Linked DNA regions of Sus scrofa: all the other regions are linked to region 1. The links are chromatin contacts, called in public Hi-C and HiChIP or PLAC-seq maps. All regions are on one chromosome and are shown on one strand. Each heading gives the region's core, a stretch centred on a gene start, on an enhancer-like site or on the middle of the called end of the contact. The rest is flanking DNA. Distances are from core to core; before and after follow the strand shown.

What was found. Hi-C and Micro-C count contacts between places; a contact is called where the count stands out from the background. HiChIP or PLAC-seq counts read pairs in DNA pulled down with a chosen protein or histone mark.
Region 2: a contact with region 1 is called in a Hi-C map of skeletal muscle, with 2.6 times the contacts expected there. The contact joins two enhancer-like sites. A contact is called at or near these places in 2 of 47 Hi-C or Micro-C datasets (heart right ventricle and skeletal muscle) and 2 of 2 datasets of contacts at active chromatin or transcription factors (alveolar macrophages and skeletal muscle).
Region 3: an H3K27ac HiChIP or PLAC-seq map of skeletal muscle shows a contact between it and region 1. The contact joins the promoter of FAM174B here to the enhancer-like site in region 1. A contact is called at or near these places in 3 of 5 promoter capture datasets (liver and skeletal muscle), 33 of 47 Hi-C or Micro-C datasets (adipose tissue, alveolar macrophages, blood and 15 more) and 2 of 2 datasets of contacts at active chromatin or transcription factors (alveolar macrophages and skeletal muscle).

What each region holds. Positions count from the first base shown.
Region 1 is chr7:86,085,277-86,089,120 of Sscrofa11.1, forward strand. CHD2 (chromodomain-helicase-DNA-binding protein 2) reads right to left here. Exons shown (of 38, transcript XM_021099370.1): 2 at 2,170-2,401. Among named protein-coding and RNA genes, the nearest start is that of CHD2, 21 kb to the right of the region's middle. Within about 2 kb of position 2,300, at least 4 of the 83 cell types and tissues checked have an H3K27ac peak or open chromatin away from gene starts, as enhancers often do. A contact at or near this core is called in retroperitoneal adipose tissue and skeletal muscle, where this site is marked.
Region 2 is chr7:85,997,480-86,001,411 of Sscrofa11.1, forward strand. It overlaps CHD2 (chromodomain-helicase-DNA-binding protein 2), which reads right to left. Exons shown (of 38, transcript XM_021099370.1): 35 at 1,719-1,818. Among named protein-coding and RNA genes, the nearest start is that of RGMA, 78 kb to the left of the region's middle. Within about 2 kb of position 1,467, at least 6 of the 83 cell types and tissues checked have an H3K27ac peak or open chromatin away from gene starts, as enhancers often do. A contact at or near this core is called in skeletal muscle, where this site is marked.
Region 3 is chr7:86,180,383-86,183,741 of Sscrofa11.1, forward strand. FAM174B (membrane protein FAM174B) reads left to right here and starts at 1,588. Exons shown (of 2, transcript XR_002345977.1): 1 at 1,588-2,951.

The DNA of each region.
Region 1 (3,844 bases), core at 1,050-3,549:
GAAACGCCGCCGGATCGTTAACCCACTGAGCAAGGGCAGGGACCGAACCCGCAACCTCATGGTTCCTAGTCGGATTCGTTAACCACTGCGCCATGACGGGAACTCCGAGTTTTACCATTTTAAAATATTAGACAGGCACTCAGGTTCACCTGTTAGGACATTATTACAATATATACTGTAATGTGTAATCCTAAAATTATCTTGTGTTCGTATTTGTCCTTTTGAGGGCTAATGATACTTAATTCTTTAATAAAAAAGGTACCATGTGAAAGAAAAGCATGTACATAAAACAAAGAGCTTTCTTTAGAAGCTCACTTTAGAATAATAATCATTAAAGTCCCAATCAAATCATCCTAAATGGCTAGTATATTCATCCATGTATTAACTTTATTAATTTTTGGAATTGATCATCTTAACTTGAATATTTCTGCTTAAAGCTGTATCTCTTATGTGGAAATTCAGACTTTGTAATGATTTCCCTTCTTTCTTATCCTCCTCTATCTCTTTGTATTTTCTTGGTACTTTTTGTTTGATTGTTTGGGGTTTTTTTGTGGAGGGAGAGTAGTTTTGTTTTCTTTCCTACACCTGAGGCACGCAGAAGTCCCAAGACAGGGATCGAACTCACGCCACAGCAGTAACCTGAGCTACCACAGAGACAGTGCTGGATACATAACCCGTGCACCACAAGGAAGCTCTCCCTTTATCTATTTAAATGAAGTTATAGATAATGAAGCTTTATATTTATAAGGTCTCACTAACAGTTGTGAATCCTAGACACTTGAAGTTTTTTCAGTCAAATTTTAAGCATACTATGCAAGTCATGGTTTCCATAGCTTCCACTACTCTGCTAGTAAAGAACTTTCCACTGTACCGAAGACCATTATATCTGAACTTATTTCTGTCCATCCTGGGCTTCAAATGCTGCCACCACAGCAGATCCAGATGAAGCATTTTTCTTTTTTTTGTCTCTTTAGGGCCACAACTGTGGCATATGGCAGTTCCCAGGCTAGGGGTCTAATTGGAGCTGTAGCTGCTGGCCTACGCCAGAACCACAGCCAACACCAGATTCGACCAGTGTCTGGCGACCTGCACCACAGCTAACAGCAACGCCTGATCCTTAACCCACTGAGTGAGGCCAGGGATCCAACCTACATCCTCATGGATACTAGTCGGGTTCATTACCACTGAGTCATGATGGGAACTCCAAGACATTTTATTTTTAAATTTCTAAAAGCAATACTTTGTGTGTCTTCAGTGATTCAAACATAATTCTCTCAAAATGAAATTTAAAAAATCAGCTGCATTCTTATGATTAACTAGACCAAGTCATTAATATTTCCCCAAAAGGAATGCATCTCAAAGTTTGGGCATCACTGAGAAAATGGTATGCAACTCAATTTTTGCCCCTTTGCATTCTTCACTGGAAAACTCTCCTGTTAAGCACAGAATACCTATACTGCCCAGATATAATTTCTTTTTCTGTAAGAAGTATTCCTTCTTCGATTTTTCAATACCACAAAAACTGCCCTTATTGTTAGATTGGAATTATCCATCACTAAGCTTTACAACTGCATTGCACAATCACCTGTGAATGATTTCTCTCTGGTGTTATTCAGTATTGTATTGAAAAATAGTTTTAACTACTTTAAATGTTAAAAACCAAAACTACAAAAATTTGTCTTTTTATCCTATGATGGTTCATGTAATTATTTCCCTTATAGCCCTGTCTACTAGTAGAGCAGAAAGTAGTTCTCTTGTATATCCATAGAAAGTATATTATTTAGAAAAGCTGGCTATAGCTGAAGTTTCATAATCAAGATACACAATGAGGAGTTCCCATCATGGTGCAGCAGAAAGGAATCCAACTAGGAACCATGAGGTTGTGGGTTCGATTCCTGGCCTCACTCAGTGGGTTAAGGATCTGGCATTGTCATGAGCTGTGGTGTAGGTTGCACATGCGGCTCGGATCTGGTGTTGCTGTGGTGTAGGCCGGTGGCAACAGCTCCGATTAGACCCCTAGCCTGGGAACCTCTATATGCCGAGAGTGTGGCCCTCAAAAGACAAAAGAAGAAAAAAAAAAGATACACCGATGAGTTTTCCATGGGAAACAAAGGTCTGCTGGCTGGTCCTAGCTGGCAGCACATTTACATGGCACAGCAAAGCTGATACCTTCTTCACATCAGCTATCCGTTCCTTCTTAGAGGCTGGCTTCTCTTTGGCTTCTGGAAGAACTGGCTGGGATTTGGAACCTGCTGATTCACTTTCAGATTCCGACTGACTCTCCGAAGATTCAGAACTACTATTTGACTCGCTGCCATGTCCACTTCCTGGATCGCTGCCCTGCTCACTCTCCGACTGGCTGCCTGAGTCTGAACCCGAAGCTTCTTCAGATGCTGAATGACTTAATTCAAAAAAAAAAAAAAAAAAAAATAAAAAGACTTAAGAACTGCTACATAAACGTTTTTTGAAATCCTAACATTAATACAACAGCAGATAGTAATTTGATAACACAAGATCAAAATTTTCAAGTTCACTTTTATATTCTTATTTGCAAATAATGTCATTACTATCATTCTCAAAACTACCATTTCCTGAGACGTTACATGATGCCATATACCACCTAATTTATATAGATTAGCTCTTTAAAAAAAATTACAAGGAGAATATTATTTTTCCCTCCATTCAGACGTGGAAAAACTGAAGCTCAGAAGTGGCTGAGTAACTCCCAAGATGACACAAGACTTCATGCCATGTCCATCTATGTGAATCCACTAACTCTTATTCAGTATCAATCCCTCCCTCCTTAAGACAAAGTCAAAAACAAAACAAACAAAACAAAAACACAATCATCCCAGGAGTAAGAATGCAATCTGGTTACAATTAGCCAATCAAAGGTTCTCAACAATATTCCCACCCCTTCCTCATTCCAAACCCCCCTCAGGAGAGCAACCTAGGTACAGCATATGAAAGCAGAAGCCACAAAACAGATGTCAAGGGAAGGCAGAAGGCAATATATACCACCCCCCTGTTCTAGAACAGTTAAATAGTAATTCACAGCCATGCAGGTAAAAGGAATGAGGAGCCTCTGAAAAGACCTAGAGCTGACAGACTACAAGAAGTGAGGCAGGGAGTTCCCATTGTGGCTCAGAGGCAACTAGCCTGATTAGTATCCATGAGAATGTGGGTTCAATCCCTGGCCTCACTCAATGAGTTAAGGATCCAGCTCAGACCCCGTGTTGCTGGGGCTGTGGTATAGGCTTGCAGCTGGAGCTCCAATTTGACCCCTTAGCCTCAGAATTTCCATATGCCACACATGCAGCCCTAAAAAAGCAAACAAAAAAGAAGGGAAGCAGGTAGCTCATTCAACTCTTCTAATTAAAAAATATCTTTTCAGGAGCTCCCGTCGTGGCACAGTGGTTAACGAATCCGACTAGGAACCATGAGGTTGCGGGTTCGGTCCCTGCCCTTGCTCAGCGGGTTAACCATCCGGCGTTGCCATGAGCTGTGGTGTAGGTCACAGACATGGCTCAGATCCTGCGTTGCTGTGGCTATGGTGTAGGCCAGTGGCTACAGCTCCTATTCGACCCCTAGCCTGGGAACCTCCATATGCCACGGGAGCGGCCCAAAGAAATAGCAAAAAAAACAAAAATAAAAAAATAAAAAAATAAAAAATATCTTTTCATTTAGGAGAGGCAGAGCAGAGGTGGCAAGAAGCAACCCAGAACAACAGAAAAGTCCTTGAGTTTAGCAACCAGAAGATAAAAGACATACGGCATGAACCAGTTTAAAAAAAAAAAAAGAGAGAGAGAGAGAAGGCTTTATATTCACCACCACTCTCCCTTCT
Region 2 (3,932 bases), core at 217-2,716, 89 kb before region 1:
GAAGTGAGGATTACCTGAACACAAGCACTGTGATAACACAACAGTCAGTCTGACCGCCAAGAGGGCTACTTAATGGGCAGGGAGCACATGCAGTGTGGATATGCTGGACAAAGGGACCATTCACGTCCCAGACAGGACAGAGCAGGGCAGCATGAGATTTCATCATGCCACTCAGAACAGTGTGCAATTTAAAACTTATGAATTGTTTATTTCTGGCATTTTCCACTTAGTATTCTCAGACCATAGTTGACTGCGGGTTAACTGAAACCATGGAAAGCAAAACCACAGTAGAGGAAATCGTGTGTGTGCACGTGTGCGTTTTCTTAGAACAAAATTATTTGACAGTCTTTTTTCACTTAATGTATTGTGAAAAATCTTATGTGAATACTTATTTCCACAGTATTTATGTACTCCCTGATATGGCTATATCAAGTCATTTCCACATAAACATGTTTAAATCCTTAATTATTGCCTTCAACTAAATTCTTAGAAGGAGATTGCATGTTTTGGTCTTTTGGTCAATCTTACTGGACTGTCCCCTAGAAAGGTTGTGAATATATACTATACTACTTCTGTGAGTCACGCCGCATTCTAACTTCTGACACCAAGACTAATAAAGCCCTTTAACCCTTGACATCATTTGCCCAACTTCAAACACTCATCCTAATTTTCACTCTCTCCTAAAGGGCCTTTCCCAACTATTTTATTCCCTCCTGGGGCCCTTCCTGGCTAGTCATTCAAAGACTTTTTACAATGCATAAAATTTATGCTAACATTCAGTAATATTAACCTATTATCCTGTATACTACTGCTATATCACATTCTTCCACGTAAAATTCAATTACAGACTACTTGAGGGCGCTACTCTACAATGGAACACACTGCTGGGCAAAGGATATATTTATGCAACAAATACTTCTGAGCACCAGAGCTATGCCTGGCACCACTGCAGGTGCTGATGACACAGAAGAGGATGAGAGACATAAAACCTCTGCCTTCACAGAGCTGACATGATAGTGAAGCGAGTATTAAATGTTTCAAGACTGGCCCTACATGACTAATCTGGGTCAGCAGATCTGCAAAAGGACACACCCACACAAGGAACGGGCCAAGTCACTTTGTGTCCATCCCCCTACAGCAAAGAAGGGGAGGCAGCTTCTGGGCCCCTCCTCATGTTCACTCCTTTAGATGAGCACTTGGGACCCTATGTACAAAAGCTGGAAGGACAAGTACACATGGCCCAGAAAAGAAGAGAGAAAGTATGTGCTGCCCATAACTTTGTTACATATCAGAAGTCATGTTTGTAAACTACCATAAGACTTGAGTACATGGAAGAAAAAGCCTGGTGAATAAATGTTTTTAGGACTTAAAAACAGAGTAATCTCTTGTGAGGATTTCAACACTGTCTGGTTCTAGTACACCGGCTATTTTATCCATTGGGTCTTAATTGCTAGTTTAACTACTAGCAGAGCACCTGGACAAACTGTACTGCTAGCAGGGTGAAGAAGCCCACTGTACAAGACAGGATAGGCCCTGGGGAGTCTTGCACCCCCTCTTGGACCTGGACCTCCATCTGTAAAGTAAGGCAGAGAACCAGTGACCTTTCTAGTACCAACTTCCTTACAATTCTATGATCATCTCCCCAGAAAAAAAAATAATTAATATTTCTGAGGAATTAGTCTCTATCTGTATGAATCAAGATTAAATTTGTATTGTACCTCCTCTTCTTGAGATCTTTTCTTGTGGGCCATCTTGTATAACTTATGCAATTTTCGAGCATCAAATTCTGTAAACTTGGAAACAAAAATCCATAGGTTCCTAAAAAAAAAAAAAATTCTGGTAAATTATAGGATTTAAAAAATAACTACTTATTCTCTTTATGGATGGCATGCTACTGAATTGGGGGGGCAGTGGGGAGCGGTGGGCTGCACCCATGGCATGTGGAAGATTCCTGGGCCAGGGATCAAACCCACACCACAGCAGTGAGCCAAGTCACAGCAGTGACAATGCTGGATCTTAATCTGCGAGGTCAGCAGAGAACTATGCTATTGGATTTTGCTATGGAATACTAAGTATAGAAATTGAGTTATAGAAATAATCTTTAAGGTCTTTGCATCAATACGAAATGGCATCTTTAGATGCAACTGTCAACAGAGTTTGAATGATGGGTCTGGGAACGACAGTTCTGTCTCTTAGCTAAAACTCCTCTAATTTATTTCACTGGCACCTAGAACTTCAGTCTTCCTCCACCTTCTGCATTTCCCAGATTCTGCCGTGCCACCCATCACTATCACCATCTCCTAAGTTTGGGACCTATAGTTGGGCATCTCTGCATTGCCTCCCCTTCTTTCTTCCCAGCTGTCATCACCAAGGCCTGTCATTTCTTCCTTAAAACTCCAAGGGACTCCTCTACTCCAATTCCACTGTACTCCCCCAGCATGGCATTACCATCAACAGGGGAGAGGCTGATAAACAAGTATGCAGAACAAGGAGCTACCCTTCATGAAATGGAAAAGAAGGCTCACATCCCATCACACTTTCTACAGAGCAGACACACCATGCTGCACCATGTCACTCAGAGGACACTGTGCCAGTTCCCTGACTAGTAAACCTGCTGCATCATGTGGAAAGCCATTTACCTTTCATTCTAAAGCCTTCTCCAATAGGGTTTCAGTCATCTTAACAAACTGCCTGTAAACCCTAAAACCCTCCCAGTCCCTGCACACTTCAAGCCTTTGCTGGAGCCTGAGACCTCACTTCCTCTAAGCAGCTCAAGCGTACATGTCTACCCCTTAGAAGACTTACCTCCCTGACTACTCCTCTACGTGTGCTTCCTTCTTGTAATTCCTACTATACTTGGTCTTCCAATTACCACCTTATGATGGACAGTTTCTCTCTAGGGGGCAAGCAACTCCTTATGAACTGAAGGGACCACCGTGTCCGGTGCATTTAAACAGCTGGCTGGAACCACCGTGTACAGTGTCCAGTGCATTTAAACACAGCCTGGTCCCAGTGCACAATATTCCCTAGCTTCATGGATCTATGCACTATGATGAGTTTTGCTATCTTCCAATAGGGATTCAGGTAGGTAAAAAGAAAATCAGATGGCTAGTTATCTGGTAGTTGGCTACAGTGTAAAAGGGAAGTAAAGTAACATTTCAAAACTTAATAATTTTTTAAACGAGTGTGAAGCATGCTATGGAGAGCATAATGACAGGTTTCCTTGGATTCCTTTTTTACTCAAAAACCAATCCATTGATATTAGGCATATTATACAAAGATAATTATATTAACCATAAACTATACGAGTTCAAAGCAACTGTGGTGTATGGAAAGAGACAATGTTACAACTGTCTTCGAGAAATACCATTCATGTTTTCTAAAAACATCAAAAGTGAATATATAAATGAATATACGTAAGTCACAATGTCTTACAAACTAAAGTTCTGGGTTAACAGCATTGACCCACGTTACTAGCAGAATTCTTCAACTATTAAAGAGAAGAGAATTCACAGCTCTGGTGGTTTGTAGCCTTTGTTTCCTCTCATGACGTAGTAGGGAACTAGTCAATTAGTTAATTTTTTTTTTTTAGCCAATTAGTTATTAAATTATACCTGAATATTAACCTGAGGTGGTTAAAGTAATGAAATTAGATTTCTATCCCTTCCACGGTTTAAAGCTGAGTCTTTATTCTGAGAACAGGCCTGCAAATCCAGTATCACTGTATTTCTCCCATAAAATAATGACATCGTCCTACCCATTCAAAAGACTGGCCTCAGAGGAGTGGTCTGTTTCAGGAAAAGAAAACTGAAGCCTGCAAGTATGTTGCCAATAGATGGCTTTTGCTGAGAAAAAAAAAATTTTCATTAGGTGGCTATGTCATGTTTTATAAAACGAAAATAGAATCCCTAACACACACTCTGTCATCAAAT
Region 3 (3,359 bases), core at 338-2,837, 94 kb after region 1:
CACAACGGCAACTCCTCATCAATACCTTTTGTTTGGTGTTGAGCATAATTTAAGCAATATGAAAGAAAACAATATATTTTTTAAAGTCAAGTGAAAAAGGTACCAAACTAAAAAAAAAAAAAAAAAAAAAAGGTACCAAACTGTACAAACATAATCTCCTCAAAACAGACTTATGGGAATTCCCATTGCGGTTCATCAGGTTAAGAATCTGACTAGCATCTACAAGGATGTGGGTTCGATTCCTGGTCTCGCTCAGTGGGTTAAGGATCTGGTGTTGCCTCAAGCTGTAGTATAGCTTGAAGATTAGGGTCAGATCTGGAGTTGTGGCTGTGGCCTACGGCCGGCAGCTGCAACTCCCATTCCACCTGAGGGTGTGGCCATCAAAAAAAAAAAAAAACAACCCACAAAACAAAACTTAAATCTCTGCCTACAAGGACAAGTATCTCAGAATTACTAGAGTGCTGGTTCTTTTAAATTTTTTTTTTTTTACTACTTCTCTGGTTTTTTAAAAAAGTCAAATTTGCTGAAATTAACTATTTAAATATTTATGAAGCATTTTCTCCTTTTAATAGTAAGGTAGTGTTAAGGAAATTTTGGAGGCAAACAGTTGAAGGCCTGAGGATGCTAATTCTTGTGCTCCTGTATGATGGGCATTTGCAGAAAAAGCTGCCCAAGTTTCCATCTGAATTATATGTACAAAAGGAGACAAAGAAGGGGGTAATCACTGCAAAACATAAGGACACAATGAGGCAGGCTCTTTCTGAGAAAATGTTCTGAAGGTAGCTGCATTCTTTCCCGTTCAAGGAAGGGAAGGTTCTAACCCCTCCAGGTAAAAGGATTCTTTGCAAACTCCATTCATTCCTTTTTTTTTTTTTTTTTTTTTTTTTTTTTTAGCCAAACATTGGACAAACCTCTGAAGGCTTGGTTACAAAAAGGAGTGGCTGAAGGAAAATTCTCTCAAATTGCTGGGTTAAAAAAAAAAAAAAAAATCCGAATTTAAGCCCTAGAACGAAAATCTTGAGCGGCCTTGTCACTTCCTCCCCTCCCAATCAAATTATACTGTTCCTAGTCTGCACTTAACAGCAATGCAGTTTTGATCACAGCACAAGTGTTAAAATCCCTACCAGACGGACAAAACCAGAAGGGCTCCTTCATAAAGTAATGTCCTTCTCCAGCTTTGTCACTGTAGTGGGGACCTGCTACATTCAGAAAATTTTATTTAACCTCCCAAACCTTTGAGAGTCAAGTTCCACTATTTAGAAACAAAACAGTCGTATCGTTTCAGACTTGCCAAGTCTCACAAATTAGAATGAGAGAATCTGAATCCTAAAACGACACATTTATAAATAAAATCAAGGACAAACGTCTCCTTTACTCTAAATATACTCTACAAGCCCAATGGCTGTGTTAACTATTTTTACCCACACTGGCCCTTCTGTGTCCAACTTATGTAAAATGAAACAGGATGAGGAATGAAAACCAAGCCTGGGCAATTGGCCAAGCAGAGATTCACGGGCTTGGTCCTCCCTATCCAAAAGAGAAACTGCAGGTCTTTTTTTTTTTTTTTTTTTTTGTCTTTTTAGGGCCGCACCCGCAGCATATGGAGGTTCCCAGGCTAGGGGTTGAACCAGAGCTGTAGCCACAGCAACGCCAGATCCCAGCCGTGTCTGTGACCTACACCACAGCTCATGGCAACACTGGATCCTTAACCCACTGAACGAGGCCAGGGATTGAACCCACAACCTCATGGTTCCTAGTCGGATTCATTAAGCATCGAGCCATGACGGGGAACTCCGAAACTGCAGGTCTTTATTGAAAGGCCAGGAACACTATTCGACTTTGCTCTTATTTCCTGCATTTTATAATATGCAACAACCCACAACTACATTTATCTTTCTGAAAAAAACATCTAAGGTGGTTGATATAAAGTAATACAATCTCAGACTCTGCAACACTTTGGAGGTCCCAGAGCAGCTTCTGGGTACAAGTCAAACAAGCTCCAACACTTTGGACAAGGCAGGGAAGCCACTTAAAGCCCAGATCTTTGCGAGTTGTTTTTTCCCATCAGAAAGGGAGCAGTTCTAGGCCTTTGAACAAAGACAGGAAATGGTAATGGAAACTGCTGGAAGGGGGAGAGTGCCTTTTGATCGAAGTAGGACTCGCCCACTCGAAGTGCAACACCTAATCTCTCCCGCAGAAAGAAAACGCCCGAGGAAGACGTCTCTGCTGTCCTTGTTGGCACAGAACAGCAAACGCAGGAACTAAGCAAAAGGGGTCGGGAATGAGAAGCCGACTGGCGGCTGCACAGGAATGCGCCGTGCTGATCCTGCGGCTGGTGCGGTCATAGCGGGCCGGGCCAGAGAGCTCCGCAGGAACAGGACTCCGATCTCGCGCAGCTCCTTGCTATTGGGTCCAGGTTCGGCCGGGCAACCCATCAGCCCATCTTACCCTGCCCAGCCAACGCCGCCCTTTAAGGGACCTGCAGCCTCAAGGACACCGACCGGCCCCGCCCCTTCGCCGCCATCTTGTTATTTTCTCCAGGACCCCCAGCAGACCACGTGGCGCGTCGCTGCGGAAGTCAAGGCACCGCCCCAACTTCCGGCCGGACTGGTTCCAGCCGGCCGCGGCCCGCAGACGCCCGGCTGCCCCCTAGCGGCTGGCAGCCGAGCCCCGGCCGAGCCCCGGCCCGTCCGGACCTCGCCATTTCCTTCCCGGCTGGCCGCACGTCCGCGCCCTGCAGTCAGTCCCCCGCCCGAGCGCCGCAGCGCACGCGCCACGGGCGGGGCACTCAGCGCACCCTCCCCTGGCGTGGACGTTTACAGTGAGGTTCAACGAGTGTCACCTGCATCTTTACACGCAGTTTAAACAGTAAGCCCCGTAGAGAAGCGTGGAGGTACTCGGTGCTCGGTGTTTCAGGACTTCCTTACAGAAGCCCCCGCCTCGCCTTTAAGGTGTGGATTCTGACCTCAGTCCCTGGCCCCCGCAGGTTTCTGGGGTGGGGGTGGGAAACGACGATGTGCGAGTTGGGACGTAGCCAAGGACCACGGTTCCTGTTTTGCGGGCCATCCCCCGCCTTCCCAGCAGCTCCACGTTCCTTTCGCGTTGTCGTCCTTGAGCATTTGTCGTGACAAATGCCCCTGCAGTATCTTATTTAACCTGCGCAACAGCCTCCGAGATGGGAGTTTTGTTTATTAAACAGAAAACTGAAGCCCAGAGTAGTTTGCTCCAGATGCAGAACCTGGGATGGAATCTGGGGCATCTAAGTTCCCACTGTGCTTTCAGGTGGTCAGATGACCCTCTGATCAGCATCTGCAGCACCTGAGAGCTTCTTGGAAATGCACATACTTGGATCTATTCGG